Regions from separate parts of the Bos taurus genome. Here region 1 is linked to region 2. The links are chromatin contacts, called in public Hi-C maps. All regions are on one chromosome and are shown on one strand. Each heading gives the region's core, a stretch centred on a gene start, on an enhancer-like site or on the middle of the called end of the contact. The rest is flanking DNA. Distances are from core to core; before and after follow the strand shown. Region 1 holds the start of CSF1 (colony stimulating factor 1). Region 2 has its middle 5.1 kb from the start of AHCYL1.

Evidence for each region. Hi-C and Micro-C count contacts between places; a contact is called where the count stands out from the background.
Region 1: a Hi-C map of liver shows a contact between it and region 2, with 4 times the contacts expected there. The contact joins the promoter of CSF1 here to the enhancer-like site in region 2. A contact is called at or near these places in 3 of 11 Hi-C or Micro-C datasets (liver, skeletal muscle and skin fibroblasts).

Annotation. Positions count from the first base shown.
Region 1 is chr3:33,505,561-33,510,885 of ARS-UCD2.0, reverse strand. CSF1 (colony stimulating factor 1) reads left to right here and starts at 2,029. Exons shown (of 8, transcript NM_174026.1): 1 at 2,029-2,067; 2 at 5,262-5,325. The coding sequence starts at 2,029.
Region 2 is chr3:33,447,439-33,452,511 of ARS-UCD2.0, reverse strand. No RefSeq gene overlaps it. Among named protein-coding and RNA genes, the nearest start is that of AHCYL1, 5.1 kb to the right of the region's middle. Within about 2 kb of position 2,206, at least 22 of the 102 cell types and tissues checked have an H3K27ac peak or open chromatin away from gene starts, as enhancers often do. A contact at or near this core is called in liver and skeletal muscle, where this site is marked.

The DNA.
Region 1 (5,325 bases), core at 780-3,279, 59 kb before region 2:
GTGCTGGGCACTTTCAATTTGGAGATAAACATAAGACAAGCTACGGTTTTTCCAGTGGTCATGTATGGATGTGAAAGATGTACCATAAAGAAAGCTGAGCGCCAAAGAATTGATGCTTTTGAGCTGTGGTACTGGAGAAAGCTCTTGAGAGTCCCTTGGAGTGCAAGGAGATCAAACCAGTCAATCCTAAAGGTAATCAGTCCTGAATATTCATTGGAAGTACTGATGCTGAAGCTGAAGCTCCAATACTTTAGCCACCTGATGCCAAGAACTGACTCATGAGAAAAGACCTTGATGCTAGGAAAGACTGAAGGCAGGAGGAGAAGGGGACTACAAAGGATGAGAAGGTTGGATGGCATCACCGACTCGATGAACATGGGTTTGAGCAAACTCTGGGAGATGGTGAAGGACAGGGAAGCCTGGCATACTGCAGTCCATGGGGTTGCAAAGAATCAATTGGACACAACTGAACTGAACTGAAACACAGGACCAGCTTGGAGGAAGTCTCCATCTCAGTGCGGCTGAAGCTTCAGTCTGATGCTCCAGAGTATAGCTATCAGCACCCCTTGAAACACTTTTAGAATATTGTGGACAATGAATGAATGACAATTTATCAGAGAAACTACAGAGAAAGGAGCCAAATTCAGTGAGACCACAGGGACAGGAATCATTGATCTGCCTGAGGAGTCAAAAAAGGCTCTGCTGGTGAAGGATGTGGTGTTTGTGACTTCAGCCTTGACAGATGAGGTGTTTGCCTTAAGCACAAGTTGGGAAAGGAGCATTGTAAACAGAGGCACCAGTATTAATAAGAGCAAGCAGTTATAAAATTACTAATTGGGGCTGGAATAAGTGACAGGAGATGCCCCTTCCAGACATGGCTGCCTATAACATATTTCCCAGGGGCTAGGGGTGGGTGGAGCCACAAAGAGACTGAAACATTGAATCCTAGTGAATTGAAGAAAGAAAAAGCTCTTGAATTTGACGTTATGATTAACAGGCTCGTCCTATTTAGCCTCATTTAGATTCATTTTCATATAGAGACAAAATGAGCTTAATCATTTCAGTAAATGCATTTTCAAAAGCATCAGGGAACTGTAGGGCTTGGGTGCCATTCTCCCTAGGTCTGAAGCTCAGGAGGGAACCTGGGTTCCAGCCAGAGTTTACATCACCTGCAGGTCAGGTGTGGGAAGCATTTCCTGGGACACAGCAGAGTGTCCCAGCCCCCGTCACAGGACACAATTCATCCCCTTCTGGCCGGGTAGTAGCTTCTCTGCCTGTGCCCTGCCCCCAGAAGAGAAGACAGAGCCTGGGTGGGCGCTTTGGGGGCTGCATAAGGAGAGGGCTGCCCCCAAACCTGCTGACTAAGGCTCCACAAGGTGCCGCAGCAAGCGCAGTTGGTCTCCGGTGTTTGCTCTCAGGCCATTTCCTGCTCAGATTTGGGAATTTTCAGACCCAGAGGGAAAGTCCCTTGAGACAAATATTAGAACGAGAGAGAGCGCACCGGATCCGCCTGGAGAGCGCGGAAGGAAAGACCAGGCTCTGTCCAAAATCCGCGCGCTGGAGGGCGGGAGGCGGCGGAGCCCGCGTTACTTTCTTGAAGGCTTTGGCTTTGAGCGCAGCACACAGGGCGACTGGAAGACAAACGGAGAAGACCGGCCCGCTGGGTGGGGGCGGGGAGGCGTTCAGTGGGCCTCCGGAGTGTGTGAGTCTGTGTCAGTGCGCCCGCGCCTGTGTGTGTGTGCGTGTGTGTGTGTGTGTGTCTGGCGCCTGTCCAAGGTGATTTCCCATAAACCACATGCCTCACAAGTCCGCTTAAAAGGCTGTGCCGAGGAGCTGGCCAGTGGAGCCCGGCTCGGGGAAAGTGAAAGTTTGTCTGGGTGCTCCGCGCGCTGCCGAGAGTCCCTCTACACTCCCGGGTCAGCAGCGCGGCCCTCGGCCAGGGCGCGGACTCTGCAGAGGCCAGCGATCAAGACAGCGAGCGGCAGAGCGAGGGCGGCCGACGCGCCCGGCCGGGACCCAGCTGCCCGTATGACCGCGCGGGGCGCCGCCGGGCGCTGCCCTCCCACGGTAAGCGATCGCCGCGGCACCGGGCCCGGGCCGGGCTGGGACTGGAGCTTGGCGGCGCGGCACGGCTCCTCGGAGCCCACTGCCCAGCGCGCGCCGACTGCTGAGGCTCTTCCGTCCCCCGGCACCGGGCCCATCTTTGCACGCCGATTGCGCGAGGCCCCTCTTGCGCTGGGGCTGGGACCAGAAGCGGCCCTGCAGCTGCTCCAGGGGCTGCGGCACCTCTTTGGAGAAGGGAAGACTGCTTACCCCATTGCAGGAAGAGGCACACAGAGCCACCTGCGGGCAAAGGAGAGGGGTTTGCAGTCAAGGGGCAGAAGCTCCGTCCTAGACTCTCTCCACCGCCAAGGGACAGGCGGAATGGCTGTGCGCCTGAGGGTGGCGCCTGCCCAGTGGGCATTCCACACGAGCCATACGCATGCTTCTAGGTCCTGCTGGGGAGTGGGAGCTTCTGAATGGGGAAAGTTCAGGTGCCGTCCAGCTTATAGAACGCAAGGCAGAAGGAAGGAGCTGGGCAAGCCACTACTTGTTCCAGCTCCCAGACCGGAGCTGTTGGGCATTTGGGTGGCTGGATCAAGTCTGTTTTGTGGGGGATGGGGGTACCAGAGTTGCCTGGTGCCGGCTATGGATCTTCCTGCAGATTCAGGTTCAGTCAGTCGGGGAGCTCCTGGGCTTGATGATGGTAGAGAAGGTGGAAGGAAGGTTTGGGGTTGCAGAACTGTGGACAGGGGCTGCGGGCGGTTCACCGCTGCCCTGCCCGAACCATGGGCTGTAGCTGGGGCAGCTGCTAGATGGTGCAGAGTGACTCCATTAACGAACAGTAAGTGGTCTGCCAACGGGTTTGCATCTGAGGAATTCTAGAGGAGAAACCTGGTGGGGGAGTGGGGTGCAGCGAGAGAAGCAGAAAATTATTCAGAGGATAAGGGAGGGAGGTTGCAAGTAGGGTGATAGGGACAAGCCTTTCATGAGGAGGAAGAGCCAGCTGAAAGAGATGAGATGGGGTTAGGAGGGGAAGTCAGGAAGGGTGAGGTGACGGGCAACAAGACAAATAGGGGCTGGAAGTGAGACGCTGAAGAAAGAGGAGGAAGATAAATGTGGAAGGAAAGAGGCTGATTTTGGACAGGGGCAGCCTGAGGGTCCACTCATGCTAAGGTCTCTCCAGGGACCATTTTGCTGGGGAATTTGGGACAGGGTGAGAAGCAGGTGAGGATGGGTGGCTGGGCTGAGATGTCCCAGAGTCTCTCTGAGCCTGAAGCAGAGATTCCTAGGGCTGTCCCAGAGGCCAAAGCTGGTGGGTGGGAAGAAGAAAGGAGTGGGGAGAAGAGCCAGCCCAGCCAGACACAAGCTAGAGTGTTAACCCTTGGGTACCTGTCCAGCTCCTCCTCTTAGGCCAAGTCAAGGCCCCAGGTGCAGGGGTGGTCCCCTTTAGCCACCTTCAAAGTCAGCCTCCCATATGGTGGCTGTACACTCCCCACACTGATGCCTGAAATAACCCCAGAAGCCAGGCAGCCCTTGGGGTTAAGCATTGCCCTCTCCTGGCTGCCCTCAAACATCAATATCTTAATTTGTCTGTGGCAAGGCTGTCTTCCTGAGCATCCCCTTCCCCATGGACCCTTTCCTCCAAACCACTGACACCTGAGGCTTGGAGTCTCAGGGGCAACCAGCCTGGGGCAGAGACATACGTTCTGCATGGCCCAGTATCCTCCTGTGGGTCCTGAAGTGCAGGTTCCTGAGGGCTGGCACAGCCATTCCCACCCAGAACTCCCTCCTTAACCATCCAACAAAGGCCAGTGTTCCCTCCATGACTCTTCTCCCTCTTCCACAGTATCCCTCTCCCAGGTCAGACCAGGACCCTCACCAGGCCCTGGTGCTGAACAGCACTGGGCCATCCTGAGCCTCTTTCCTTCAGGCCCCCCTTCCCCCTCCTCTCTCTGCCATCAACTCCCCTCTTCCACCCCCTCCGCCCCCGTTCTCCACCCCCCCACCCCCCCAATCTTTGAAGGTCTTACTGTGGCCCCTCCTCCCTGCAACCTCCCTGGAGCCCAGCCAGGGCTTCTCCCTGGTAAGAGCTGACAAACATTTTAGGCTTTTGGTTCTATGTAAATCAGCATGTTGTTGTGGGCTGTTTCACAGCCTCCAGTGTGCTACTTGTTTGCACTATTTGTCTCAGCATCTGAATTAAAAGGCAGAGCCCAGAACCCAGGAAGGTACCAGCCTACACCCCACCCTGACAGCATTTCCCCAGACGTGCCAGGAGGCGACATCCAGCTGGGGAGAGACAGCCCCAGGGTCTTTGCCTCTGGCTGGAGAAGGGGGTACCTAGAGCCAGGGAGAGGGCTAAGGGGACCTTGGCAAGGAGGACGGAAGTGGAATGACAGGGTGTCAGGAGCTCGTCCATCACTCTGGGGACGAGCAGCTACTGGGTCAGCGGGGTGCTGAAAGAGGGGAGAGATCTCAGAGAATGTTCTTGCAATGATAAGAGCTGTCAGGCTGGATGCAGAGCCTGATGGGGCTCCAGTAGGCAGGTGCCAGCCAGGGATGGCCTAGAGTTGGCACTGCTGCCTCTGATTAATCCGTTGGGCTCTTCTTGACACACAGCCCTGTGGCTCCAAAGGTCTGTGATGCGGGATAGGTTCCCAGTGAAACTGAGTTTGGGCCCCTGGTTTTTCCATTAGCAGAGCCAGACATGCGTGGAATCAGGTAGGAGGAAGGGCTGGGCCCAGAGAGATGTCTCTGGCTCCAAGTGTGGAAGCCAGCCAGTGTAGGAACATGAACCTGAGAGGAGTGTGCAGCTCCCAAGATGCCTGGCTCAGTGTTTGATGTTACAGAGTCAGAATAATGGGCAGAAGCAAGTCCTGCATTCGAGGAGTTTCCCATGTGACTGGCATTTAGACTGGCAGGCACAACTCCCATGTCCTCATTAGAAGTTCAGTGTGTAGAATGGCTTGGCCTGGGTTAATCTGGGAAAGCTTCTTGGAGGAGGTGACATTTGGCTTGTTATCAAGGGAGAGGAGGGTTGTGCATGGTTCTTAGGAAATCTTGAGGAAGGTGGCTTTGGGAATGCTGTATTCTGGGATGAGAGGCCGAGCCTGTAGCACTGTAGGTCTGAGATCCTTGTTTTTCCATCCTCTGCAGGGGAGGGTGGTTCCTGGGGAGTGTGAGAGAGCTGGGGAGAAATGATGCCCTCTCTATCACAGACATGGCTGGGCCCTCTGCTGCTGCTGGCCTGTCTCCTGGTGAGCAATGGTGCTACTGAGGAGG
Region 2 (5,073 bases), core at 957-3,456:
TTCCATCCAGAATGAATGCCCCTCATTTCTGCCTTTTGAAGTCCTACTCAGTCTTTGAGATTCAACAAAAACAATTCTCCTCCACAAGTCTGCTTCCACTCCTTACGCAGAAAACCATTTTTCTTCTCCTGCAGGCATCATGTGCCTTTGGCTGTAGTCACAGGGAACATTTTACAAGCTCCCTGAAGGCAGAGGCTGAACCTCATTCATCTCTACATCCTCTACAGGACCCAGCCTAGGATTCTGCAAGTTATGGTGAAGCCAAATGTTTGTGGAACTAAATTTGGGAACTGGGCCTAGGCTTGGATGAAGTTTCAGGCTATTTCAGGCCCTGACATGGGTGGGGTAGTGAGGGGAAGGCTGGGGCTGGGAGATGAAAGTCCTGAGCAGGAATGTGGCCTGGGCCTTACTCACTGGAAGGGCCTCTCTGCCTTCCTCCTGTCCCTACCCCGCCCCCCATGCCTCCTCACCCAGCCCCTACAGGAGCAGGGAAACACTGTGTACTTGGGACTCTCCTCTATCAGCTCCTTGGGCCCCTGAGGACCCTCGCCCCACCCACACCTTCCCTGGTCCCTCTAAACAGGGCAAAGGCCTGAGCAGGTCTGTAGGAAACGGTTAGGGTCCTATGGAGCCAGGCCAATGTCCACGTGCCTGGCTTCTGGCTTGGGCCCTGCTCTTAGTCTTGATCTGACACGTTGTGTTGATCCTTTGTCCGACTCTGTTTGGAGTGTGGAAGTGGCATGAGCTCATGATGGAGGCTGAGAGGCTTTCCTCACTGCTGCAGAATGGGACAAATGCTGAGGGTGGGGACGACGGAAGTTAACTCTTTTCCTGGGAAGAGGTGAGGCATTCGTTGGGGAATATGGGGCCTCCAACCCCCAAAGGGCTGCCAAGGCAGAGCACCTGTGCATTGTGAAGCAGAAGGGAAGTTTTTAAGGTCTGGACAGGCAGGCTCGAGTGACAGCCTTGGGAATCCAGGTCTGCTAGAGGGAGGCCCAGGAGGATGAAATGGTTAACGGTTTGTTGAAAAACAGGGAGAGTCCCTCCTCCAGGGGCCCAGCTGGCTGCAAAGCCAGGAGCAGAGGCTCCAAGGGTGATGCAATGGGGCCCGCCCTGCACACCAGAGAGGGTGAGGAAGGCGAGTTCCCACCCAGCAGCAGCCTCCACACAACCAGCAGCTGACCACTTTGTCTCCTCCAGCTCCAACAAACTGGCCACAGGCAGGGCCTTGGGGTGAATGGGGGCAAGACCCTGGCCACTTGAGATTTGGGAAGTTGTAGCTCCCACCTGTCCTGCCAGTCCCAGTAGGACCTTTCCAATCAAGGCAGATGCCTCTACTAGCTCCCAGCAGGGTGTCTAATTGACCTGGCAAGGAGCAGGTAGCGGGCAGTGGGTGGGGAGGCGGTACGTGTGACAGGCACAGATAGGCCCTGCTGCGCCTACTCTCGGCACACTGGCACCTCCACCAGCCCACTCTCCATTGCCTTGGGAAAGGATATCTGTCAGGGAGATAGTGTTCTAGAAGCTTCTAAAAGACTCGGGGCAACTCCAAGGGTTGGTAAGTCAATCTGAACTCGGGCTGGACTGCTGTCCTCCTCCCCACCCTGGGGTCTGGCAGGGTCTCAGAGACATGGAGAAGATGACTTTTACTTCTAGGAAGGACTCTTCAGGGTGGGGCACAGGGGGAGAGTAAAGAGGAGGGCTTCTCTTTCAGAAGGAACCCAGATTTGGAACCCAGATTTGGTGACCAAGGCCTGCTATTGACTCTAAGCCCCATGAGGACAGGAAGTGTGTCTGTCTTGCTGACTTTGGGCTCCCTGGCACCTAGCAGAGTTGGCGATCAATAAATAACTGACTGGCAGAGACATGGGCAGAGGCTGAAGGCCAAAGCCAGTTTCACAATTTCTGGAGTCTGCCTTTTTGGTAAACTCCTCACCATAAACACACACACACACACAGAAAAGTACACAAAGCAGCACAAAAAATCATCAGAACAGATTCCTTGAACATTGTTTACAATTACTGGATGACTTCTCAGCCTTAATTTTTATGAGCTTCAGCTCCAGAAACTGAAAAAAAATATATCAGACTCTCTGGTCCAACCTAGAAAAAAGTACCTGTGGAAGTCTGGAGAGGCTGCTAGACACACAGTAGCCAGACCCGGAGCCAAGTTGACCCAGAGAAGTGACAGCTGCTCACGGCTGGAGCAGGTCCGGCCCTCCTTTTCAAGGAAGTACAATCCCAGCGTAAACAAGTGCTCAGGATCAGCAGTGACAATCCTTTTCTGCAGCCAGCAGGTTTCTGTTTATTCCTATCATTCTGGGAAGCAGGGCACAGAGAGAGTTCCAAACTCTCAATAGTAACTCCGTTCCCGTCCAGATTTCTAGCCTGGACTCACATCTTAATAACTGATATTTGCACAATACATGCAACTTGTTCAAAGCTCTTTGATATTTATTATTTTGTTGGACTGGATCATCACAAGCCCTAGATGGAGAGCTATCATCCTGCTTTGCATGAGGAAGCAGAGACCAGGAAAAACACAGGATTCCAGTGGCCAACTTGGTAGTCAAGTCAAGACTGGAGGCCACACCTCCAGTCTGCCTGGATGCCCAGCTTCCCTGCACACCATGCAGCCTCCACATGAGTCAGCCCTCGTGAGTTCCAGGCAGTGGACCTTACATGCCCTTACGGCCAAAGTGTGACTTCTCCCAGGCCCTGTTTACAGCCAGGACAATTGACCCCACTGCTTAACATTTTTCCTCCTTCTCTCCAGCAGGACCTGGTGCTGTGACCCCGGCTTGTCGGCTTTGCTTGAAAGCCATTCCCATACTGTTCCTACCCTGACATACACTCTGTTTATATTGCACTGAGTTGGAAAGAACTCTAAGAACAAGAGGATAACGGTTAAGCAAACTCCTATGGCAATATGATGGCACCCTTGGGAAGCACTGACAATGATAAGTATGTAAACAATCTCAGTATGTGGTAATGTGTTTTCAAAATACTATAATTTGACCAAAACGGAATGACATGTACATACCGATCAGGTATGCAAAAGTACACTTCTGTAAACTGAGAAGAACTGCAAGTGAACTTATGGAGATCTAGAGATTTTCATCTTCATAGGTTTTTCTTTCCTCTAAAGAGTATGTTCAAAGTGAGCATAAATAGTAAAATAAATAATACATATGATCATCATAAGCAGAAGAGGAGGAGGAGCCTTTCTCCTTGGCCTTGGCCCTCGGAGAGTCTTCCCAACAGGGCTGGCATTGCAGAGAAGAGCAGGAAGAAGGCTAGAAGAGGGGAACAGGGGATTGAGGGAAGTAGGAGAAAGGCCCACCAGGGGAGCCAGTGCCCAGAGCCACAGAGGTACAGCCAGCAATCTTGCCCCGGGTGTCCCCGCAGGGCCAGCAGGGCAGATCAGCAATCTGAAGCTGTGTTCCCAGGGCACCTTTCACATCACTTACTACACCTATGGTGCCTCCAGGGTTGCACAATCAGGCAGCTCTGGGACAGAAAGAAGATGGCTAAAGTGGGGCCAGTACCACAGGAGGTGAAGGGGCCCTAGGGAGAGCACAGCCCTGCTCTGGAGTGTGCCAGGCCAGCAGGGAGCAGGCAGGTGTGAAGGGCGCCACCCTAGGAGCGCCGGGGCCTCTGGGATATGTGTGCACTGCACACAAATATAAAACTCAAACGGCTCAAGTTCACTCCTTATCTCAGCAGTCTCTCCACCTGACCTGCTTCTCCTCCTCCTCGCCTTCACCACCACCCACCCATAGCTCACCAGGCTCCGCAGGATCTTGCTGTCACAGTGGCTCTCATTCCACCCAGCCCTGCCCCTATGCCCCACCCACACTGAAATCTTTACAGCTCTCCTAATATGCCAGGATGCCTCAGGGCCCTGCATTTTCTCAGGCTATTTCTTCAGCCTGAGATACCTTCCCTGGCTTATCCAGCTGCTTATCTGTCAAGAGTCAGCTGGAGCAGCACCTTCTGTATAAAGCCTTTCCTGCTCACCCTCCCATCCTCCACCCACCATCACTCCCAGGTAGAGATCGGCACTTCACTTGTCTCTGTGGTCCCAGCATCTAGTACTGCTCTGAGCACATCTTCAGCAGTCATGGTGTGTGTGTGTCAGTTGCTCAGTCGTGCCTGACACTTTGTGACTCCATGGGACTGTAGCCTGCCAGGCTCCTCTGTCCATGGGATTCTCCAAGCAAGAATGCTGGAGTGGGTAGCTATTTCCTTCTCCAGGGAATCTTCCCAACCCAGGGATTGAACCAGGGTCTCCTGCATTGCAGGCAGATTCTTTACCATCTGAGCCACCAGGGAAGCCCAGCATTCACTGTACATTTTATGAATTAAAAAAATGAATGCACATGGAGAGTAATTTGGGGGGGGGGGTAGACAGAAGAATGAATTTGATTAAGCAGTCCCAGCCCACCTATGGTACCAGTGTGCTACCATGCTTGTGGTGACAGCATGTCCTAGTTCATCTCTCTCTCCTCAGACTGCTCCTTTCTAGAGCATGGCCCCCCTCTGATTTCTAGACCCTTTGGAGACTACTTCCGCCCACCACACATAACAGGTGCACCTGTCCTTAGGTCCCTGCCGACCTTGGGTCCGCATAGCATCTGCCGTCTCTGTGTGGGTGATGCAGTTCAGGGGAGTAAGCCCTGACTCACCCACCTGACACAGCATAGAGGCTCAGTTCAGAGAGCTGGGTGGGTAGGCTGGTAGCCAGACCCAGGGCCAGGTTGGGTAGGATGTTTATTTCTTTCACGCATAGGCAGTCACAGCCATGGCCTTGTGGGGCCATCGGGGGAGGGAGGAGGGAGCGTGCAATGGTTCTCACCAGTGTCATGTCATCACACTCTGACTGGGTGAACGCTTTGATCTGCAGCCCATACCTGGCGGGTGGGATGGCAACCGCCCATGTCCTCTGCAGGGGGCTGGTTTCCAGGAACGCCCTTGGTGGCTCTCGCCTGACATGAGCCACCTAGGCCTACTGCCTTTCCACCCGGGCAAGGCGTGCTGGCCCCCCACTTTCAGTGCAAGCACTCTGACTCC